Regions from separate parts of the Mus musculus genome. Here all the other regions are linked to region 7. Evidence: chromatin contacts called from public HiChIP or PLAC-seq and promoter capture Hi-C data. All regions are on one chromosome and are shown on one strand. Each heading gives the region's core, a stretch centred on a gene start, on an enhancer-like site or on the middle of the called end of the contact. The rest is flanking DNA. Distances are from core to core; before and after follow the strand shown. Region 1 overlaps Myb (myeloblastosis oncogene). Region 2 overlaps Ahi1 (Abelson helper integration site 1). Region 3 holds the start of Myb (myeloblastosis oncogene). Region 4 overlaps Ahi1 (Abelson helper integration site 1). Region 5 has its middle 7.4 kb from the start of Gm33728. Region 6 overlaps Gm33671 (a long non-coding RNA gene). Region 7 holds the start of Bclaf1 (BCL2-associated transcription factor 1).

Region 1 (2,913 bases), core at 373-2,872, 820 kb after region 7:
CTGCCTCTCAGTCACAGCCAAGTGCACAAGTGTGCTCGAAACAATCAGGTGCAGCTTGACATACTCCATAGCCACTGAATCGTCCTACAGCATTCCAAGGGACAGCATGTCACAGACAGGCTGCAACCAAGATGGCAGCCATCCCAGGTTGACTTCTGACACAAAGTCACATTTGATATTTTTCCTAACAATAAGCTTAGTTACAACATCCTTTGAAATGGTTCTAAACCAGCTGTTCTCAACTTGTGGATTGCAACTCCTTTGAGGGTGTGGGGGAGGGTTGAGGGAGTCACCTAAGACTATGGGAAAACACAGATTCATACTTTACAATTCAAAACAGTAGTAGTATTAAACGGTTGCAGATTAGGAAGACTGAGAAGTGCTGTAAAATGAGTATTTCCCTGGATCCAAATGCACAGACCGAACACACATGGCTCTGCGCAGGGTTTCAGTCCGCCCAGCGCCTCTGCTTGAGTGTTACTGCCTGCTAACTTGCAGGAGCGAAGGTTTTCCAGTGCAGCACAGAAATCAAACAGACACACTATATCACCTAAACTAATACAATTTAATTACTGAGTTAGGGCCTGTAATCCTTGCAGCAAAATATGACATATAATAATGAGCAGTTAAGAGACAACAAATCAGAGCCGGGCAGTAGTGGTGCACGCCTTTAATCCCAGCCCTCGGGAGGCAGAGGCAGGCGGATTTCTGAGTTCGAGGCCAGCCTGGTCTTCAGAGTGAGTTCCAGGACAGCCAGGGCTGCACAGAGAAACCCTGTCTCAAAAAAACCAAACCAAACCAAACAAAAAACGAGACAACAAATCAAATGGTGTATCCTCTACAGAGAAGCATATGTAGTGCTTAGAAACACTGACTAAGTGAGGAGGCTACTGTATAACTTAACCTAATGATACTGTGCATGTAGATTTAAAATTACACCATATATATACACATATATGTATATATATATATATATACATACACACACACACACACACACACATATATATATATGTATGTGTATTACCAAAAACATGTATCTTCAAAAGAATGGAGGAGGAAGAATGAAGGAAAAAACATATTGAAACAAAAAAGGCTTATTTCTATTTTTTTCTAAGAGCTTTTCCTACTAAAAAAAAGAAATTTTCTACTTGGCCTGATTTAATACAGAATAAAATTCCTGTATGCAAATTAAGTTTCTTAAGCTTCCACCACAATATAAGTTATGTTTGCTCCTGCTGATGGCCACACACTGAGCCGTCCTTTGCTGTATGGTATGTTAGATGACTCTTAACTGTCCATGCCTGTTCAGAGAATCATATCAACTTATCAATTTGAAAAGAATTGTGACTTTGATAAATCTCCAGGTTGATCATCCCTGGAGTGATATTTTGTCTTTCCTCCAGGACTAGATATTTAAGATAGAATCAATATATAAAGAATGTACTATATAGTTCTCATGAGTACTTTGTGGGGACTTTTCAAATAATCAGGTTCTCCTACAAAAGAGAATGTCTAAAGATCAAATTCACAATAATGAAAATACCCAGACTCCTCAGCACGTGTGCTAAGCCGGAGCCTAGCGCTAGGTCAGAGCCTCAGAGCCTAGGGCTAGGGAGAGGTCAGAACACGCAGTTCTTGGTGTGCACACGATAGGGTGCAGTAAGCTAGCGTGTGTGGAATCATTGTGGGCAGAAAGGCAGCTCGCATGAGCTAAGCAGCTTTGGGAGCTAGGAGGGCACACAGTAGGTACATCACAGAGAATGTAATAAGCTGAACAGAACACATACCAATGGCGAGAATGGAGAGCAAGGTCAGGTAGGCGGGCACTATGGTTCAAGCGAGGGGGATGGCCCGGGGAGTAAAGGGTTTACTCTTCAGTGAGGAAGAACCTGGGCTGGATTTCCAGAAACTGTGTTTTTTAAAAGGGGGGTGGGATTGGCACGGTAGTGTGCACTTGGAATCCTAGCACTAAGAAGGCAGGGGCAGGTGGATCCCTAGGGCTCACTAGCCAGCCAGCCTAGCCTACTTAGGTATTTGATGAGTTTCAGGGAGTGTCTCAAAAGAGATGGTAGGGTGGGATGGACAGACTCTGAGGAACACTATCCAAGGTTGTCCTCTGTCTGCAACATACCATCTGTGTGCTTCTCCCAAACACATACACAGAAAGAGGGAGGGAGAGAGGGAGGGAGGGAGGGAGGGAGGGGGAGAGAAGGAAAGAAGAGAAGAGGAAAAGAAGAGAAAGGAAAGAAAAGGAGGAGAGGAGAGGAGAGGAGAGGAGAGGAGAGGAGAGGAGAGGAGAGGAGAGGAGAGGAGAGGAGAGGAGAGGAGAGGAGAGGAGAGGAGAGAAGAGAAGAGAAGAGAAGAGAAGAGAAGAAGAGAAGAGAAAAAAAGACTGTCAAGGTCAGCTTCCTTTTTCCTTAGGATCTTGAACTGGGGACCCCACAGCAACTTCTCAAGAACATGATAGCTGTGACAAACCAGGATTAGGTGTCTTTCTGTTAAGGGCTATTTTTGAATGCTGTCACCTCAATTTCTGTGTGTTTCTGTTTTCAACTCCTGCATTTCTGTTTACTTTAAGAGAGCAGTTAGGCGCAGCAGCTTCTGCATGTGAATTCTTGCTGCTTCTAAACCCAGTGTTCTGTAGATGTCAGCCTGTCTGAATTCATTTAAATGTTAATAGAATCCTACCCTACATCCTCCTGTGGCGGCCAGGAGAGTCACCTTGCTTATCCTGTAATGCATCTTTCATTGCCGCTGGGCAGACGTGAGCTATAAACAGTCTGTCAAAACTTTAACTGGGATATCCTGTTAAAGCACTTTGAAAAAAAAACATCCAGACCCTTTGCAAAAGCCCAATAAATGAAAGGAGCCGAGACCACGCCCACAGGTGGTTTTCTGACAGAACTAGAT
Region 2 (3,138 bases), core at 402-2,901, 760 kb after region 7:
ATGCATGCATATGTACGTACGCACATACGTATGTACATGCATACAGGCAAAATACTCATACCCATAAAATAAAAATAAATTTGTTTTTTAAAAAAGACCAATAAAGTTTTTAAATAGCAGCTGGGCTAGAAAAGAATGTTACCTAAAGGATTTGTACCTGTAGCGTATAGAATTTTCCTAATGATTTTGTACCTGTAGCATATAGAATTTTCCTAATGATTTTGTACGTGTAGCGTATAGAAAGCTCCAAGAGATCATCAGAGAAAGAAACATCATTTTTTATCACAAAAATGACAGCAAGTTTCAAAATATAGGAAATATAATTTTTATGAGAACACAAGGAAGTGGGTTACACTCATAGATGTATGTCCCTGTGTACAGTCCAGTCGCTCTTCATGGATGCAAGCTTGCTAGTAAGTTTGTTTTTATTTTCATGAAAGAGAGCATGTGAGTGTACGGTTCTCACAATTCTTACATAGCTATGTGTGATGAAGACTGTCACCCCAGTTGCTCATGTTCGAAGCTGGAAGAGTGGTGAGAGCAAGGGGTTCAAAGCTGTTCTGGGCCAACTAGGGAAACTCCATCTCAAAACTAAATATGTCCCTTACTAGACAGCAGGGAAATATTTGAGGACAAGGGAGAGAGTCAGTTAAAAGACTGTGTCTTCAAGTGGATGTCTAAGAGAAAATTTTAATTCAGTCTTTATGAGGAAAGCATTGGTTAAATTATCTCTGACTCAATATGCTGGCTCAGCTGTTTGCCTCTTAGTGGGAGGTTGATGGTTAAGCCCACCTGCGCAGCACAATTGAGACTGTTGTTTCAGTGGATGCTCTTCTAAAAGGAATTTATTAAATTGTGAAACACTTTTTTTTTCACTTTCAGGTTTTATCTTTATTTCTTTTTTTTATATTTTTTATTACATATTTTCCTCAATTACATTTCCAATGCTATCCCAAAAGTCCCCCACACCCTCCCCCCACCACTTCCCTACCCACCCATTCCCATGTTTTTGGCCCTGGCGTTCCCCTGTACTGGGGCATATACAGTTTGCGTGTCCAATGGGCCTCTCTTTGCAGTGATGGCCGACTAAGCCATCTTTTGATAAAATTGTGAAACACTTAAATAATCAATTGTCAGGTACTCATTATTCATTGGACACAGTTTTTGTCATGTTTTTGGCATATTGCATATGAGTGGAAAGATGCGATTGATAAATCTAGAAGGTAGGTATAAATAGTCAGTGCGTGTGGCCCTGAACAGCAGCATCAGCAGGTGTGGGCTCACTGTCTGGATGCTGAGGCTCAGCACGCGCCCCTGAACAGCAGCATCAGCAGGTGTGGGCTCACTGTCTGGGTGCTGAGGCTGTGCTGAGAATTTTTCCTTTGTATCTATTTATTTCCTGATTTTTTTTTCTACTCAACGTTTTCACACTACTTCAGTATTCTCTTCAAAATGAACATAATTTCAAAAGTTCTAACATGATCTATTCTTTCTACACAAGAGCCCGAGGCTCAAGGTCTCCTAACACCCAGTTCCCTAAGCGGGGTGTTCTCCTCTTCCGTGTTGAGAGCTCTGCCTGGATAGCAAGTTCTTGCAGTGCTCGCAGGCCGCCACTGCATGCTGGCATTTCCTGCGTGGGAGCTCAGCACAGAGCCTAACCCGTACCGGGTCCAGTTCCTTCTGACATAAGGCCTGGCCTGCCACTCAGTGTCGCTGCTCTACACACACATCAGGTTTCATATTCACTTTCATGATCTTGCTGTATAGATCCCCCTTTCTCTCTGTCTACGGCCTCTGTCCTGTGTTAGCTGTAGGCCTACTCTGTATGAACAGACCTCAGCGGAGGGGTTTGGACTTGGGCTTGTGTTTCTTGAGAGAATGGGGCTTCCATGACTGTCCCTCTGTCCCTTTCATCCTAACCCTGCCTCCCGCTAACAGGCAGCCTGTATGTTTCTTGCACTGTTCCTTCCTCCTGACGGTCTGAGTCGTTTCCCTCAGAGACTGTCGCTGCTGCTTCAGCTTTCTCTCAGCTTCTCTCAGGGCTTCCGCTCTGGAGTTTCTCCTGCTTCTCTGTTTACTTTTCAAAGCTCAGCCTCCATCTTCTGCACCTGCGGAGTCATCACTGATTCCCAGCTGTGGCCTGTCACCCTTCCCTTTCTTTCTTCCTCCTGTGCCACCACCATGCACCCTCCCCTTCTGTCTGTTGTGTTGTCCTAACCTTTCTTCTCCTCTCTGTGCTCTGCAGGTTTTAGGGTCTCTGTATGATTTGTACCTGCATTTATTTGAACCTCCACTCTTCTCTTTCCCTCTCTTATCCGTCCCTAATTGGGCCAGAAGTGTGACATGATAACAGAAATGACTTTCTGACTCCTCCTGTTACTATAGTATTTTAGCATGTTGTGTCTGTTGCATTTTACACTTAAACCAGTTGCTCTCATGAGTTTCACTTTCTGCGCTTCTGCACATCACAGGAGTTTATCTGTGTAATTGCACTTAACAAATTTAAAATCAGAAAACCTGAACTAACAACAGAATTTTTCCCAACCTTGGATGTAAATTTTTTCTCAGACGGAAAAAAAATAACATAAACACATACTTAAAGTAAGGCCTGTTTTGGAAAACACAAGTGTTTGCCTCCCCGGGAAGGCCAGTGGGCTAGCCTCTGCTCTTGCCTGCCACAGTGTGTCAGCAATTGCTTTTCTCAGAGGTGGTGAGTTGACCTAACCTGCTGCCATTGTCTCAAGGCTATATCTTGTTTCTAAGGATAGTCCAGTGCTCTGGCCTCTCTGGTTAGAGGGGTCCCAGGAGGTTTAAGTCCAGAGTCAACTGTGCCGCTCAAATGGTCAATCCCTCTGTCTGTCACCCACTCGCTATCCGTGTCCACTGTAGATTCTAAGAAAGCAACATCTGTATGTTGGCCCTTGATTTTTAGTAATAATTTAACTTGTTGTATCCCAAGATTCTGTTAGATACATGGTCAGCATGATAGCCAGTGATGATGACAGCCATGGCGGATCAGAAGCACAAAACGCCTTGGCTCACTTGGCTCTTATAGTTTGAAAACTATAATTAGCCCAGTTTGAAATTTAGACCCAGCCATGGAGTGAGAGAGTCTCCATGAAAGTGGTCTACTTCTTT
Region 3 (3,094 bases), core at 586-3,085, 850 kb after region 7:
TGGGCCGCACCTCCTGGGAGCACCCCTTCCTAACTCCCTCCTCCTGCTGCAGGTTTCAGCTTTCTGCAGAACAGGTGACCTGGGTGCGGGCGGTTTAGGTCCCAAAAGCGAAAGGCGAAACCTCTTAAAGGGTGGCACTTAGGCTGGCGCGGCAGGCCCGGGGCCAGGCACTGGGAGCCAAGATTCAAGGTCTCCCCAATTCACCCCCTTCTTGTTCCGATGCCCAGCGGTTGCCGCTCCCCGCCTGGCCCATCCCGAGGGTGCGCGGCAGGGCCCACGCCCACGCTCCTGCAACTTCCCAGAGCCCGCGCCCTGCATGGCCAGGTCCTGATGGCTCCCCCCCCCCCCCAAAAAAAAAGAAAGAAAGAAAGAAAGAAAGAAAGAAAGAAAGAAAGAAAGAAAGGAAAGAAAGAGAGAGAACAGATTGTTTAGCGAAAATCAAACCACGAGTGGAAAGGCGGGCGCGGATAGACTGTGTCTCCGCGGACTCCCCCCCCCCCCCCCGAATCTTCCTTAGGGTCGGTCGGTCGGTGGCTTTGCCAGAGGCGGGCCACCAAAAGCAGCTGGAGCAGAGTGCTGGGAGCAGCGGCGACCTCAGCTGCTTCCACGTGTGCGCGGCCCAGGAGAAGAGCGGCGACATCGCCCGGGGTGCACTGCAGCTGCCTTGGGTGCCGCCTGCCTCCAGCACTTTGCGCCGAGTGGCGACCGCCACCGAGCTAAGCCCCGCATCTGTTGCTCTCTGGGAGCCCCGGCGTGTCCTCGGGAAACCCCGAGTCGGGCCGGACTTGAGCGCCAGCAACTGACAGTTCCGAGAGGATCCCTCTTCCCGAAGGTGGGGCCAAAATGGAAAGAGAGTGCACGCATCATCTCGGCCGGTGCGGTGACATGTGCGACGCGGGCGCGTGCAGTGTTTGCAAAAGCTTCTTCCATAACAAGTACAAGAATCTTCAAACGGCTGGGTTTAAAACAATCTGCAAACCCATTTTGTCCCCCTAAAATCTTTGCAGCTGCCTGCCTGTCAGCTGACACCTCTCTCGCCTCCATAATGAATGAATGAAATTTAAATGAACTACCTGCAGCTACTAAACAACCCGGCCTTTCCCTATATCTGCCATATGCTCTTCAAGTGCAAACACACCTCAATGCATGCAGCAATTAGGCTGCGACTCCCTCGCCGACACTCGGGGCATCAAGCCAAACACCTGGTGGGCTCCTCGGGTCTGATGGAACCGTTCAGTCCTCGGCTGAAGAGTGCCGAGCCCCCCCCCCACCCCACCCCCCAAAGAGAAACGAATCCCCGAGCAACTTGCAAAAAGAAAAAGAAAAAAGAAAGAAAAAGGGAAATAAAATAAAAAAGAGCCTCAGGGCATGCTTCCCACTATACCCGTGCGCTTCTCGCAGAGTTTTCCATTCATCCTTCTCCCGAGTGTCTTCTGCCACTGGCTGACAGCCCCGCAAACCAACAGGGAAGGCATTCCCACCTGCTCCGGGATGCCTGGATCCCCGCGCGCCCTAGCCCGAGGCCGCCCTCTCAGCCTCCCCATTACCTGTGTCGGGGTCTCCGGGCCATGGCGAGGCGGGCCGGGGCTCCGCCAAGAGCCCCGGGGACCGCACCGGTTGCCGCCTCCCGCTGCCCTCCGCCTTGCCTGCGTCCTCCCCCGGCTGCGCAGCGGCGCTCCGCACCGCCGGGGCGAAGTTTCTCCGGAGAAAGGGGAGGAGAAGGAGGTCACCGAGGAGGAGGAGGAGAAGGAGGAGAAGGAGGAGGAGGAAACAGGTTGATATTAAAGTGTAACTCTGTAAACAGATGCCATCAAACAAAGAGGTTTGGACACTCCCCCTCCCGCCAAATCTGGCGCCCCTGCAGTGCGCACGCGCCCTGCCCGCCGCCTCCGCGGTCGCCCGAGCTGCAGCCCGCCTGGCCGCCGCTCCCATTCGCCTCTCGCGCCGCGGAGCTGCTCCTGGCGCGCAGCGCGGCCGGGACGGCGGGCGGGCGGGGAGCCCGGGCTGGGGAGGGGCGGCCGGGGCCGCGGTGGCGCCTTTTCCTGCGCAAACCCCGCTCCGTGGCCGGGTGGCGCCGGCTCACACCGGGTCCCGCTGTTACCGCTTTCGGGGCTACGCGGTCGCTCCTCTCCGTAGGCTCCGGGGCTCCCGAGCCCGAATCAGCAGCGCTTCCATTCAAGGGCACCTCGATGGGGTTGGGTGACACACTTCTGCCTTCAGGGTTTCAACTGCGCCCCGACTTCAACACACCCGGGAGCAGAGAGTGTGAGGGATGATCGGTTGAATAGAGTGAGCGTACTTCCCCAACCCCCAACGATTTTTGACTAGGTCCAGTTTTTCATGTTTTAATTTTAAAGGGACATCTTTAATTCACTGGTAAGCGACAAAGGATACTTAAATACAGTCAGCCCTGTGGCTACAGCCTTTGACAGATCGAGCCCCGGGCTCATTTTTCAATCTCCTCCCAGATCCTGCAGCCCACACACCACCGGCTTTTTGTCATAAGCCCTTCCTCCCTCACTTAGACACACGCCGGGCCCACCCACCCTAGGAGGTGCCTACCACGCACTTCTGCCTCTGCAGAGTGCGCTCGGGTCCTGGGTCCTGCGTCAAACACTTGCTGGACAAACCTACTGGATCCCAAACAAACAACCCCTAGCAGTTCTCAGGAACTTGTGCACTCCTGATTCATTTTTTTTTTAAACCAAACCCATACCACTGGTTCTCAACCTGTGGGTCCCGACCCACTTGGGATTGCTCGACTGTTATCTTGTACGTTTGATATATATCTGATCTCTACATTATGATTCATAAGTAGCAAGATTACAGTTATAAAATACTGATGAAAATAATTTTATGTTTGGGGCCACCACATGAGAAACTTGTATTAAAGGGTCGCAGCTGAGACCCTTTAAAGGAAGGCTGAGAACCATTGAGCTAAACAGTAAGGACCCTGTTGGGTGTAATTTGAAGAGTTTACCAGCCACAAGTCAGCGAAGGTATCCCTGTAACTTTAACTACAGGTTCCCAAAGGAGCGATGTGCAAAGTGCTGAATTTATAAGGATTGGTGATTGGGGGATTTCAGGGGACTTT
Region 4 (3,092 bases), core at 486-2,985, 740 kb after region 7:
TGATTGGTTTTTATTGTTGTTGTTTGTCCAGTTTTGCTTGAACACTTAGACAGTAAAATCTTGTAGCTAGAAAGGTCATGATTTATTTATAATTTACTGCCAAGTTCAACCAAAGAATACGTTGTTTCAGATGAGAAGTTGCTAGCATTTTAGATGCAAGCCCATCCTTGCATACCACATCCTTGCATACCGCTCAGCAGCTTCTCCTGAGCCACGTCCTTTCTGCCATGGCTTTCCAGCCTGAGAAGAGAGTCTAGCCAAAGATCAGGCTCCGTGGCTGGAATGTAGACTGTTGACTTGGCAGGCACTTCATTGCCTCGCTGGGTAACAAGTCTGTGCCTAAATGGCAATAATACCATGGTGACATGCTCCAGGAACTGTCCCATTGCTTCAGAGCATGGGCTCTCAGCCTTCCTAATGCTGTAGTCCTGAATACAGTTCCTTCCTCATGTTGTGGTGACCCAACCATAAAACTGTTTCATTACTACTTCATAATACTATAATGTGCTGCATTGGATACTAAGAAAGCATCCACTGATCATTGGGTATATACCATTGATCATTGGGTATATACCATTAGAGGTATAGTGGGCAATCTGAAGCCAGGCCTGTCTTATGGAACCCTGTCTCTCAAGAGACTCTTTCATCAGTGGATGCTTATGAAAATTTAGTGAAAGCTAAATATCCATTACTAAGATATCTATCATCAGGCATTGATATATTAATGTCAGTTATTGATATATTAATGCTATGTGTTAATATAGCATACATATTGTCAGTTCGTGAACTCTAATCGAGGGTGGAACACCATGCACATTAGGATTTAAATAGTCAGTGAAAGAACCCATCAGCCTAGTTACAAAGACCTACAGCGGTGTGTTTCCATGATACAGTTTTGTAACATGGACATTTTGAAGCCTTGTTTGGGAAAAATGGTAAAGTAAGCATATTTATACACATGAATGGCATGTGCATGCACGCCGCTGTGCCCCACTCTCTACAGTGCACCGGGTCTGGGTGGACTGAGCTCCCCCAGATGCTAGAAAGGGCTTTTAAACCCTCAGCCAGGCAGCAGCACCAGTTTTGACTTGTGCTTTTTTTTTTTCTTTAAACAAAAACAAATCAAATATAAGGGGTAGTGTCATAAAACAAAGGAGAGGATTGTCTTAGGACTTCTCCTCTTAGTTCCTAGCTAACAAAGATCAGCCTTTACAGGGAAGTCAGGAGATTTAGGCTGTTGGTATAAAAATATCAAAAGCTGTTTTTCAAGAAAAGTTTCTCTCAAAAAGAGACTTGAGCAGTCAACTCGGGATGGTAACGGAATTAAATGGCCAGGTTGTCCCATTGAGCCTTTCCTTTTTGTAATGCTGATAACCTGCATTTTTCTCTTTCAGATGCATCTGCTTAGCACACAGGACAGGACCTAAAGGAGTTTTATAAAGTGCTTAAGGGAATGGTGTGTTATGGGTTTTGTTTTTTGGGTTTTTTTTTTTTTTTGGTTTTTTTTTTTTTAATTTGCTTCACACTTTCAAACTTTAACATCTGGTATTTTGAAGCTAATCTTGGTGTGTTGAATGTTCTTAGCCATTTCTCAATCCCACAGTCTTTTATCTTGCTTCTCCTGCTGTGTTCCCACCACCCCTGATCCTATTAGCAACCCCTGAGACAGCCTCAGACTTGCCAAAGTCCTGCTTTGGTTTCAGCTGCTCTTCTGCAAGAGGAAGTGAGTGTTGGGGCTTTTTCTGTGGCACAGTTGTGATAAAGCTGTGGTGGTCTTATCTCTCTCTTAGGTAGTGGCTCTTTATGACTACACAGCCAGCCGATCAGATGAACTAACCATCCATCGTGGAGACATTATCCGAGTGTATTTCAAAGATAATGAAGACTGGTGGTACGGCAGCGTAAGAAAGGGGCAGGAAGGGTTCTTTCCAGCTAATCATGTGGCCAGTGAAAGTAAGTGCACGCAGTCTTCCTGGTACACTATGATAGAACGGAGCCCAAGATGTGATCATTCACTACTCTTTAATGCATGTATTGTCTATATGACCATTGCTTATGTTTAGCATGGAATATTTTTCATCCTCATGATGGGAAAACTGAAAAGGCGATGCACTAGTATGCCAGAGAGCTACTCAGCTCTGAGATTGGAGTGCCTGCTGACTGCCCTTGTCATGCCCGGGGAGCCTGTGGCAGCTGCCCAGCTCTGCTCCCGCCACAGGGGCTGTTGGTTGATTAGCGGCGTAGGAACTTCAGCTCCCTCAGCTCCCACTCTACCTGTGTCCACCTCAGCTCTGGCCGGGGTCTCCGTAGCAACACCAGTGAGCGGGGCTTGTTCCTTCTCAAGTTCACTAAATGAGAAGAAGAGAGCACAAACACTTCCCAGTGAGGCAGACATGGCTTTTGAAAGCTGAAACTAGGCTACCGCAGGGAGCCCAAGGTGGACTGTCCTGGAGGAGGGGCACCCAGCAGGGCTGCTTCTTCGGAATGCATGCTAATTACCTGTCCTAATTGCCGCTGCTGGCCTGGTGGCATGCTGGGAGACCTGCAGCCCACGCGCAGCTTATACTGACCTAGGGGACTTCTTCGCCTTTGAAATAAGGACTTTGAGCGACATCAGCTACGCTTTCGTACACAGACACTGATATGCTGGTTCTGATTGCCTTTTGTTTCTGCAAACAATTATTTATTCCTAATCATTGATTTTCATGCTAATCTTTGAAGCCCCGTTTAAAACATATTATGACTGAATAAATGGACTATTAATTCCTGGCTTAAGTTCCAGAATTTGAGAGTAAAAGGATATTTTTTAAAATTAAAAGGAGGAAAAAGAATGTCTTCCTTGATTGTCATGCTAGGCTCCATCTAGATGAAGTGACTTCCCTTTAATGTCACACACCCCCCCCCCCCCCCCCCACTTACTGCCCACTGGTCCTTCCCAAAGCTGTAGGCTGGTGTCTGTCTTGCTGCAGCTCCCTCCTCCCCTTAAAAGTGCCAAGGAGTGCAAAAAGTACCCACTTTCTGTCTCCTGCAACACAATTTTTAATTTTCTACTTGTCCCTGGTTTGTGTATTCTGTAAGGAACTAATAGCTTG
Region 5 (3,129 bases), core at 233-2,732, 950 kb after region 7:
GTGTGTGGTGTGTATGTGTGGTGTGTATGTGTGGTGTGTATGTGTGGTGTGTGTGTGTGGTATGTGGTGTGTGTGGTATGCGTGTGTATGTGTACATGTGTGAATGTGTGTGTGTGGTGTGGGGGGTGTGTGTGTGGGGATGTGTGTGTAGTGTGTGTGGTATGGTATGTGATGTGTGTGATGTGTGTGGTATGTGGTGTGTGTGTATGTGTACATGTGTGAATGTGTGTATGTGTGTGTGTGGTATGTGGTGTGTGTGTATGTGTACATGTGTGAATGTGTGTGTGTGGGGTGTGTGTGTGTGTGTGTGTGTGTGTGTGTGTATCCTTGTGCCTGAACCATACTTTCAACTCCCAGGCATAGTTTTTTTTCCATGTAAATTTTATGCCACACAAATCTTCCATGTTTCAAATTAATAACATTTAAAAAATCTTCAAAACAATTTTAAACAAAACTCATTATTTCTTCTCTCTAGTGTTTTGCAAACTTTGTTTTCCAATTTAAAAATAATAGCTTAAATAAATAAATAAAGGCAGGCAGTGATGGCAGACATCTTTAATCCGACCACTCAGGAGGCAGAGGCAGGCGGAACTGAGTTCGAGGACAGCCTGGTCTACACGGTTTCAGGACAGGCAGAGCTATACAGAGAAACTCTGTCTAAAAAAAACCTCACCAAACAAACAAAGCCACCAGCCACTCTTACTGTGCACAGGCATCCTGAAGACCATGTCGCAAAGCTTACAAACATTTCTCCACAGAAAGCACTGCTGTTCGCAGCAAATGTGTCATGCTTAGTTTATACTTAGAGTGTAAATAATTAGACAGGCAGAAATATTGACCAGGTGGGCCACTTACATATATTCACATATTGATCTAAAACATACTACTGTGAATCACAGTAGCAAGAATATACTGCAGTATTGCAGGGTGCTCTTGAGCATATGTAGTGGTGGTTTTCAAGGCATTTAAAAGCACTCTGCACTTGACACCACTTGTGTGCATCTGAGGCATGATTAGACGATTAATGTTCGTTAGTATCAATAAAACTTCTAAAGATTCTAACTACAAGGAGTATCCATAAAGCAGTATTTAATTTAATTTAAGATAAAAGGTTTTAAGTGAAATTTATGGATAGAATCTGGTGACCCAATTTCTCTTCTGTTTTAGACACCTCATTTTTTTTTAAGTAGCAAAACATAAGTTGAATTGTTGATTTTTCATAGTTCCACACTCAAGAGGTGAATGACCCTAAAGGGATTCGGTGAACATCATTAAATTACTTTCAATATTTGTGATTTGTGTTTTCCACATGTGACACAGCTTGCAATGCCTAGTTGAATCATCATATAGTTTAAACAAACCATTTTTTCTATCAGGGGTATATATTATTGTATTATTAGTGAGTACATACAGATGTTTCAGAATCACACTCAAGAGTTTATATTATAATCAGAAACTATCAATAGCTAGTTAATGAACAACCTGATGATATCAAAATGTAACCTCTAGGTTACAGATCAGTATTAAAACGCCTGCTTTACATGCACAGGATAAAGCCCCAGGTTCAATCCCTAGTAAAACAACAACAACAACAACAACAAAACACACACACACACACACACACACACACACACACACGCACACCAATGAGGGAAGGATCTAGTATTTGTGGAAGAACATGTCTTCTAAACTATGTCTCTAACCCTGACACACTGGCTTTATCTCACTGGGTGGGAACTGTCACTATGTGCAACAAACTTTCATCATCGTGTGGTGACAATTTCTGTATCTCTGTGATAGCAGGGATAGTCTATTGTACAGCTGGTGACCCATCTTGACTTATGAGACTTTGAACTCTGTAACAATCCATGTGGAAATGGTGCCTTCACCCTGTTTAGAGTTGTCTTTTCTTAAGCTAGCAATTAAAAATTAGGGGTAACTTTTTTTCTCTTCATTCTTTCTGGGTTGGTACTTAGTGGCATATATCTCTGTTTTGAGCTCCTGGGCATTGGGAAGGAGACAGAGAGACAGAGGCTAAGGAAGAGAAAGAGGAGAGGGGAAGGGAGAAGAAAGAGGACTGGAGAGAAGAGAAGTAAGGGGTTGGAGAGAAGAGAAGGAGAGAAGGCAGAGCGGGAGAGGAAGAAAGGACCCTGACAGACCAGGAAGAAAACACTATAATAGTGGCTGTAATCACTGATGAACATGGGTTTTATTGGCCATCTCATAAGCACAGTAAACACGTTTTGTTTTGTTTTGTTTTGTTTTGTTTTGTTTTAAGCTATTTCTGAGTCCCCGCAGTAAGTACAGTCCAAGATGAAGCTGAGCTCATGGCACATGTGCCCAACCAGGTAGGCAGCACTTCTGCCTTAGGTCTGAGTTCCAGTTCCCTTGGGCTCCGGGGACCTGTAGCAGCTAGGCAGGGCCTCTGCTCTGAGACTGAGCCCCAGCTTTGCTAGGCTTTGAGGTTCTGACCAGCTCAGCTTTTGGGTGGTGGTTTCCTGTTGCAGGACATTTGATCACATTGTGAACCCTGGATTGTGAACTGGAAAAAAATGTGTTTCTTGTTGTGGTGTGTCTCAGCCCTAGCATACACCTATAGCCCAAGAGCTTTCTGTAAAGAAGAGCTAAATAAAGTTAACTATAGGTTAAGAGGCAGAGCAAGCAACGGTTGACAGAGAGTGAACATAAGAAAATCCAGGATAGAGGGAGGAGTGTCTTTGAGTTGGAGGGTATTTAAGATAGCATGGAAAAGAAGGAGAGGGAACATTTTCCTTTCGGGATGCTGGTGGAGTAGGAAGGTCAGCTGGGTGTTTTCTCTGCTTCTCTGAGCTAGCAGGCTTTTATCACAGTATCTGGCTCCTATATCTTCATTTTGGTGAATTGAATGTTTGGGATTTTGTTTTTAAAATAACAGTTTCTGGGACTACTCTCCTCTGTGTGGCTTCCATGTTCTATTTTGATTTTTTGAAACTTCTTGACTATCTGACGAGTTTCTTATTTACTGTATTAATAGTTTTCAATGATGGACCCCTTTGTTTCCTGGGTGAGCTCTCATGGTGCCAATGTGGAGCCATAATTAAATTGGCTCCAGGAAGGCATGGAAAGGTAGAAAAAATTTCCTGTCTGCAA
Region 6 (2,863 bases), core at 58-2,557, 910 kb after region 7:
CGAGTATTTGAAGGACAAGCCTGTGGAGGACATTCCAGGCTAAACTGGTACAAGAATTTAATAAACATTGATATGGTTGTTGGGTCGGGGGCTGTTAATCAACAATCCAGTGTGTGGGGGGAAACCCATTTTTTAACAATTAGAAATGTAAATGCTTTTTGGTTTTTTTTGGTTTTGGTTTTTTGGTTTTTGAGGCAGGCTTTCTCTGTGTAGCCCTGGCTGTCCTGGAACTCACTTTGTAGACCAGGCAGGTCTAGAACTCAGAAATCTGCCTGCCTCTGCCTCCCGAGTGCTGGGATTAAAGGCGTGCATCACCACACCTGACTACCACCTGCTTTCTTAGAAATGTAAACGCACTGGGTGTTTTAAAAACACACAGCTTTCCATATAATTCTAGTTAAATAAAGGATCTTAAAACATAAAAATAAAAGAGGAAAGCAGGTTTGGGAGACCGTTTAGTTGGAAAAGTAGTTCCCTGGCAAACTTAAAAAACTAAACTTAATTCCCAGAACCTACACTTTAGCAAGTCAGGCATGGTTCCTGCACTTGTAATCCTGGTGCTGGAGACACAGAAACAGGAAGATCATTGAAGACTGGTGACAGCTAGCTTACCCAACTTGACAAGTTCTGGGCCTTAAAGAGATTCTGTATCAAAAAAAAAAAAAAAGAAAAGAAAAAAAAAAACCCCAAAACTGTGAAGAGTATCTTCAGTGTGACACATCAGACTAGCCCCTGGCTTCCACATATGTGTTAGCAAACAAGCATGCACTTGTGCGTGTGTGTGTGTGTGTGTGTGTGTGTGTGTGTGTGTGCGCGCGCGTGTACACACACACACACACACACACACACCAAACATGTGCTTGTAGACACAGACACACTCCCTGCTTCCTCCCATAAAAAAGTAAAAGGAAGAGTCAGGTATAGTGGCACATGCCTATAGTCCTAACACTGAGAAGGCAGAGGCAGGAGGATTGCCCATGAGGTTTAAGTCTAGCCTAATCTACATAGTAAGTTCCTGGGTAGCCAGCCCTATGTAGGAGGACCTTGTCTCAAAAATCCACCCCTTCTGACCAAAGGGAAGGAAGGAAGGAAGGAAGGAGGGAGGGAGGGAGGGAGGGAGGGAGGGAGGGAGGGAGGGAGGGAGGGAGGGAGGGAGGGAGGGAGGCTGAGGTGGCTAGCAGTTACCCGAGAGCACACTTAGACTCGTGTGTGGAGCAGATCCGGTCAGCACCATAAGGCCACAGATACTCCCGAAATCATAACCTCGGGGCTCTGCTTCACTAGTCATATGGAGACTCTCAGATGAAAATGTGGTTAGTCTGTGCAAATGAAACACGACTTTAGGAAAAAACAGCTCAGTGTGTGTGCCTGGGAGACCATGGTTCAGAAATATTTAGACAAGTAAAAAAACCATTTTATAAACATCCAATGCCGTGTGCTTTCATGGAGTCCCAAGTGACATTTCCTCTCACCCAGTTTCCTTTGTGACCAAGCATCTGGTGTCCTGTCACATAGAACAGTGGCCGCAAACCTGGGCCTCAGAGGTCTCTATTTATTTTTTAGACAGAAGTAAAATGCTCAGCTCATTTGTTAGTGCTATCTTGGTCTTACATTGGTATCTGTCTTACTATTAACGCTGGAAGGGGAAGAGAGCTTAGTTTTGATACTTTGGAAATCGACTTATGACTCTCTTTTTCTTTTTGTCAATTTCTTTCTGGAAAGAAGCCTCAGAGTGCCAGCGGTTGTGCTCTACGTCCTTACATTTGCTGGGAAGTGCTCACTCATCTCTTCAAGGCCTGACCTGAATGGCATTCGTGAGGGTGCCAGTATAAACGACAGAGGTCTGAAACTGGAAGCAGAATATCCTGACAAGCTCATTTGTTGGAATAAGTACTCCCAGTTGGTGGCACTGTTTTAAGAGGTCCAGAGACCATTTGGATTTGTGCTGTAGCTAGCCTAGATGGGATACAAGGGGAGGAGAGGGGCAGGCCTTGAGCATAATATCTGCTTTTGTTTTATTCAGCCTGAATAAGCCCCGCTGCAAGCGCCTGCCACCAGAGACAGAGCCTCCCTGGCTGTCATGCCTCCACACCATGGTGGCTGGCACCCTCTGAACTGTGGGCTAAAACTAACTTCTGTTGGGTGCTTTGTCGTGGAGATGAGAAATGTGGCTAAGACAGTAAGGGAAATGCCACCAGATAATTTCGAGTCTACTCAAGGAAATATTTATTCTGTTTTTTTCCCACTAATGTGTCTATTAAGTTTGGACAGTAGACAAAGTTGATTGATATATTTTTCATGGCGTTTGATCAAGATTTGTAGCTAACTCTGGAACGTGGTAGGTCTCCAGGTCACACAACCAGTGTGGTGACAGCAATCATTCCCTACCAACAGTGTTAGAAGACCAGTGCTGTACCTGCATCTTCGCTCTCTGATTATCCATCCTTTGGGGTCCTGAAGCCCTTCCTATACCAACTTCAAGAAAGCTTTTGACCTCTTTTCACAATAGCCTGCTCTTCCATTTTCTGGAGAGATTATAGTATGGCTTAATAGTTTTCTTTGACAGACATCTGAACACTCTCTATCCGACCCAACTTTAAAATAATCAACAGTAACATAATCTTGGAGACTCACCATTTTATACAGAAGCAGGTACATTTGTCGGGAAAAGACTGGATGCAAATTGCCATTTTCTCAGGCTTCCGAGACTTTCTCAGACTTTCCCAGAGTCACCTCCATTTGTCCCCTGTGAGGAGCTCTGCTAAGCTGACAGCACAGTGTGCACTTTCCTGCTTGGAGCAGAGGCGAACACATTGCACACGTCTGGACCGCTGCTCCCTTTTCTGTGGGAAATCGGTGTTTT
Region 7 (3,017 bases), core at 466-2,965:
GGCACAAAAACCGTGTTCTGGGTTGACAGACTTCATTTAAGAAAAGCAGTTAACTAGATGTGGACTACAGATGCCCAAACACAAGCTTCTTCGCACACATACACTTCCCCAGAGCTATAGACCTCGATGAATTAGGTCTTTGTTTCCTTTTGGCAGATAGGACTGCCTACATGCTGAGTTTTACAGCCTGAATAGTACTTCTGCCATGGAGGGAGTTGTCTTGGGCCCTACTACACTTCTACCATAAAGGTCCCAGGGATTGAACTCAGGTTGTATTGGGCTTGGGAGCGGTTCCTTGACCGTCTGAGCTCCTTACAGAGGCTCAACCTGTTTGTTAGACATCCACTTATTTATTTGTTCCCATGTCTTCCTTCTTTGGTAACACATTGATTTATTTGAGGTCAAAGTTAGGTTAGGAAGGTGTACTTCTGTGGCTGAACAATTGTGTAGCGCGTACCAGGCAGGTTCTGCGGGTTCAGTGCCCAGCACAGGGGATCTAATGAGCGAAAAATTATATTGCCTTAGATGAAAAGATAACTTTCCAACATATACTAGAATTGCACAGGACTTAATAGCTTCAAAGTGATTAGATTTTGGTATTTTGAATAGATTAAGAGCTATTGGCCCCTGCTGTCTCATTAATATAAAATAGCACAGTTGTGCTGTCTTTGTGCTTCATGTAAATACAGCTCACCTACTTGACAAGTATTTTCTGAGCTCCTACTTTATGCTTTAGACCTATCAGGGTCCCGCATATAGCGCAGATCATAGCTTCCACCATGGTAGTGGGAGCTGGGTGCGGAGCAATTGCCCAATTAAAATACAATCAAAATCAGGATTCATTGGTCAGTCAGGTACTTCCTCCACTGTGGAGTGGATTGTGAGGACAGGCTGCCCTGAACAAGGTTAAAGATCAGAATCAAACTCTAATGCTGAACTTAACTGACAGGCTGCCAATTACAGCTTTGAAATCCTTCAAGGAATTTAACGTTGTCCTAAAATATCACACCGTAATAACGGCTTTAGTCCCTTGAGTGGTCCTGCTTTGGTAAGAACAGCAGGTAAATATGTCTGCAACTTGCTTCAATTCAATCCTGGCTTCTTCGTTTATAATCTGATTCTGGCAGATCCAGTTAGGGCGTGAGGTTTCCGGATCCGTACAAAACTCTGAGAAAGCCTCAGGGGCCAGGCTCCGGCGCCCGGGAAGTTAAGAGCCATTCCGTGACGCAGTCGCCCAGCCGATCCAAGTCTCACGATCGGCCCGGGAGGGGGCGGGGGGCGAGTTCACCCGAAGCCACTCGGCAGAGACTGCCTTGTAACTGTCATGTTAGGCGTCCGAGGGACGGCGCTTCCGGGCAGACGCAGCCCTGCGTCGTCGGTTTTCCGGCCTTTTCCTCAGTGAGAGAGCTTCTGGCGTGCTCTGGGTCGCCGCCTCAGAAGGAGCCAGGCTCGCTAACAGCGGCTCGGAAGTCAGGGGACATCAGTCTCGACTGTTCTTCGAACAAAGCCGAGCCGCCTGCGGAGAAGCCAGCCAGCCCTTCAGGGCCCGCCCCACCCTTGTCCCACCCCCTGTCGGCTACACCTCGCGAGACCGGGCAACGAGACTTCCCAGAAAGCCTTGGGCTACACTCAACCGCGGTTCGCCAGTCGCGCCTGGGCGGGACGGTGGGAGGGGCCTGCCTAGCGATTTAGCGGCCTGGAAGGCCACGCCCCAAGTCGGAAGTGACGGAGCCGAGCTAGCGCGACGAGGCCGCCTCTATGGTCTTCCTCTCCTTCTGGAGTCGGGAAATGGCCGCTGTGTAGTTAGCACGGAGGTAAACCCTGCACGCACATCGTGCTTCGGCGTGTCAGGTAGGCCTCGCGCCGCATTCGAGTCACTCAAAGGAGAAAGCCGAGGCGACAGGGCGGTTGGGTATCGACAACTCTGACGCGTGGTGACGGGTCGGCGGCGGGAACGGGGACCCCGAGCCGTTACTCGTGCGTTTTCCTCCTCGCTCCCTCGGGTCTGGAAGGCGCCGCGGGCCGCCGGGGTGGGGGGATGGGGGAGCTGCGCCACCAGCGGGCCGGGCTGCGAACCTGGCTCGGGGCCGGAGCCCGGGAGGCCTCGGCGTGCGCGTGCGCAAACCGCTCGCCGACCCTTCCCCCACGGCCTCGGCTGGGACTCCTGCGCGCGCCCGGCCCAGGGCTCTGCGCACGCGTGCTTTTTTCCCCTTTCTTCCCTGCCCATGGCAACGCCGCCGCGTGTGTTAGTTTCCGAGCCTTGCTTGTTGTTGGCCTTGGGGGAGGCGTCTTCCTTCCTGGTCCTAGCCTTTGGGACTCGGAGGAGATAACGGCGAGCTGCGACAAAGTTAAGCAACGGAATCAGCCACGTCGTGCGTGGCGGTTAAGCCGCCTCCCTCGCCTCTATGGGGTACATATGTCGGTTTAGGCCAGGCTTAATCAGATGAAGGCTTTCGATCTGTTTGTAGCAGACACCTGGGTGTTGGCGCCAAAGTTTTTCGTTTTGGCTCCCTACCAACTCACTGTTGTAGCCGATCAGTAGGTGCGTAGTTCCAGTTTCTAGCGGGATGCGACTAAGAGAGGGGCCCTTTCTCAGTAATCCAAGCGCTGACATACCTTTTTTTTTTTTTTTTTTTCTTGTTTTTCCAGACAGGGTTTCTCTGTGTAGCCCTGGCTGTCCTGGAACTCACTCTGTAGACCAGGCTGGCCTCGAACAGAAATCCGCCTGCCTCTGCCTCCCAAGTGTTGGGATTAAAGGCGTGCGCCACCACCGCCCCGGCTACCTTTTTTGGTAAGAGTTAGCACACTTTAGAAATTGAGGATATTGGCAGCGGTGATTGGGGGGATAAATGGGTGAAGGAAGAAGGTTATAGTTCTGTCACTCAGTGCTGGCCTTGAACTCCCAGTTAATCTCCTGCCTTAGCTTCGGGAGTGGTGGGATAATAGTATTTTTTTTTCGTCACTTCTTCGTCACCCCAGCTGAGTTTTAAGATTTGTTTTCTTGGTCTGGGGAGTGA

Evidence for each region. Promoter capture Hi-C pulls out the DNA fragments that hold promoters and counts their contacts. HiChIP or PLAC-seq counts read pairs in DNA pulled down with a chosen protein or histone mark.
Region 1: an H3K27ac HiChIP or PLAC-seq map of embryonic stem cells shows a contact between it and region 7, with 2.3 times the contacts expected there. The contact joins the enhancer-like site here to the promoter of Bclaf1 in region 7. A contact is called at or near these places in 6 of 484 Hi-C or Micro-C datasets (B cells, the C10 cell line, LSK cells and 3 more) and 6 of 115 datasets of contacts at active chromatin or transcription factors (bone marrow-derived macrophages, double positive thymocytes, embryonic midbrain and 3 more).
Region 2: a contact with region 7 is called in an H3K27ac HiChIP or PLAC-seq map of thymic regulatory T cells, with 4 times the contacts expected there. The contact joins the enhancer-like site here to the promoter of Bclaf1 in region 7. A contact is called at or near these places in 3 of 39 promoter capture datasets (the C10 cell line, hippocampal neurons and liver) and 6 of 115 datasets of contacts at active chromatin or transcription factors (bone marrow-derived macrophages, cardiomyocytes, embryonic stem cells and 2 more).
Region 3: a promoter capture Hi-C map of neutrophils shows a contact between it and region 7, with 4 times the contacts expected there. The contact joins the promoter of Myb here to the promoter of Bclaf1 in region 7. A contact is called at or near these places in 18 of 39 promoter capture datasets (the 3T3-L1 cell line, the C10 cell line, the HPC-7 cell line and 13 more), 1 of 15 datasets of contacts at CTCF or cohesin (large pre-B cells), 3 of 484 Hi-C or Micro-C datasets (embryonic stem cells, megakaryocyte-erythroid progenitors and pre-B cells), 18 of 115 datasets of contacts at active chromatin or transcription factors (DN3 thymocytes, the SCID.adh cell line, astrocytes and 14 more) and 3 of 9 other capture datasets (adipose tissue, liver and macrophages).
Region 4: a contact with region 7 is called in a promoter capture Hi-C map of neutrophils, with 4 times the contacts expected there. The contact joins the enhancer-like site here to the promoter of Bclaf1 in region 7. A contact is called at or near these places in 2 of 39 promoter capture datasets (hippocampal neurons and neutrophils), 5 of 115 datasets of contacts at active chromatin or transcription factors (bone marrow-derived macrophages, cardiomyocytes, embryonic stem cells and 1 more) and 1 of 9 other capture datasets (macrophages).
Region 5: a contact with region 7 is called in a promoter capture Hi-C map of liver, with 3 times the contacts expected there. The contact joins the enhancer-like site here to the promoter of Bclaf1 in region 7. A contact is called at or near these places in 1 of 39 promoter capture datasets (liver) and 3 of 115 datasets of contacts at active chromatin or transcription factors (large pre-B cells, memory CD8 T cells and pro-B cells).
Region 6: an H3K4me3 HiChIP or PLAC-seq map of pro-B cells shows a contact between it and region 7, with 2.8 times the contacts expected there. The contact joins the enhancer-like site here to the promoter of Bclaf1 in region 7. A contact is called at or near these places in 4 of 39 promoter capture datasets (the C10 cell line, the HPC-7 cell line, cranial neural crest and 1 more) and 6 of 115 datasets of contacts at active chromatin or transcription factors (cardiomyocytes, double positive thymocytes, embryonic stem cells and 3 more).

The regions. Positions count from the first base shown.
Region 1 is chr10:21,128,404-21,131,316 of GRCm38.p6, forward strand. All of the region lies in intron 15 of Myb (myeloblastosis oncogene), which reads right to left. Among named protein-coding and RNA genes, the nearest start is that of Myb, 31 kb to the right of the region's middle. Within about 2 kb of position 1,623, at least 12 of the 459 cell types and tissues checked have an H3K27ac peak or open chromatin away from gene starts, as enhancers often do. A contact at or near this core is called in embryonic stem cells, where this site is marked.
Region 2 is chr10:21,075,585-21,078,722 of GRCm38.p6, forward strand. All of the region lies in intron 23 of Ahi1 (Abelson helper integration site 1), which reads left to right. Among named protein-coding and RNA genes, the nearest start is that of Gm20149, 33 kb to the left of the region's middle. Within about 2 kb of position 1,652, at least 124 of the 459 cell types and tissues checked have an H3K27ac peak or open chromatin away from gene starts, as enhancers often do. A contact at or near this core is called in bone marrow-derived macrophages and thymic regulatory T cells, where this site is marked.
Region 3 is chr10:21,159,149-21,162,242 of GRCm38.p6, forward strand. It overlaps Myb (myeloblastosis oncogene), which reads right to left and starts at 1,836. Exons shown (of 16, transcript NM_001198914.1): 1 at 1,548-1,836. The coding sequence starts at 1,570.
Region 4 is chr10:21,053,191-21,056,282 of GRCm38.p6, forward strand. Ahi1 (Abelson helper integration site 1) reads left to right here. Exons shown (of 24, transcript NM_026203.3): 20 at 1,791-1,953. Among named protein-coding and RNA genes, the nearest start is that of Gm20149, 11 kb to the left of the region's middle. Within about 2 kb of position 1,736, at least 93 of the 459 cell types and tissues checked have an H3K27ac peak or open chromatin away from gene starts, as enhancers often do. A contact at or near this core is called in embryonic stem cells and neutrophils, where this site is marked.
Region 5 is chr10:21,258,064-21,261,192 of GRCm38.p6, forward strand. No RefSeq gene overlaps it. Among named protein-coding and RNA genes, the nearest start is that of Gm33728, 7.4 kb to the left of the region's middle. Within about 2 kb of position 1,483, at least 15 of the 459 cell types and tissues checked have an H3K27ac peak or open chromatin away from gene starts, as enhancers often do. A contact at or near this core is called in liver, where this site is marked.
Region 6 is chr10:21,225,119-21,227,981 of GRCm38.p6, forward strand. It overlaps Gm33671 (a long non-coding RNA gene), which reads left to right. Exons shown (of 4, transcript XR_380153.2): 4 at 1,723-2,863. Among named protein-coding and RNA genes, the nearest start is that of Gm33671, 10 kb to the left of the region's middle. Within about 2 kb of position 1,308, at least 21 of the 459 cell types and tissues checked have an H3K27ac peak or open chromatin away from gene starts, as enhancers often do. A contact at or near this core is called in pre-B cells and pro-B cells, where this site is marked.
Region 7 is chr10:20,310,754-20,313,770 of GRCm38.p6, forward strand. Bclaf1 (BCL2-associated transcription factor 1) reads left to right here and starts at 1,716. Exons shown (of 13, transcript NM_001025392.1): 1 at 1,716-1,851.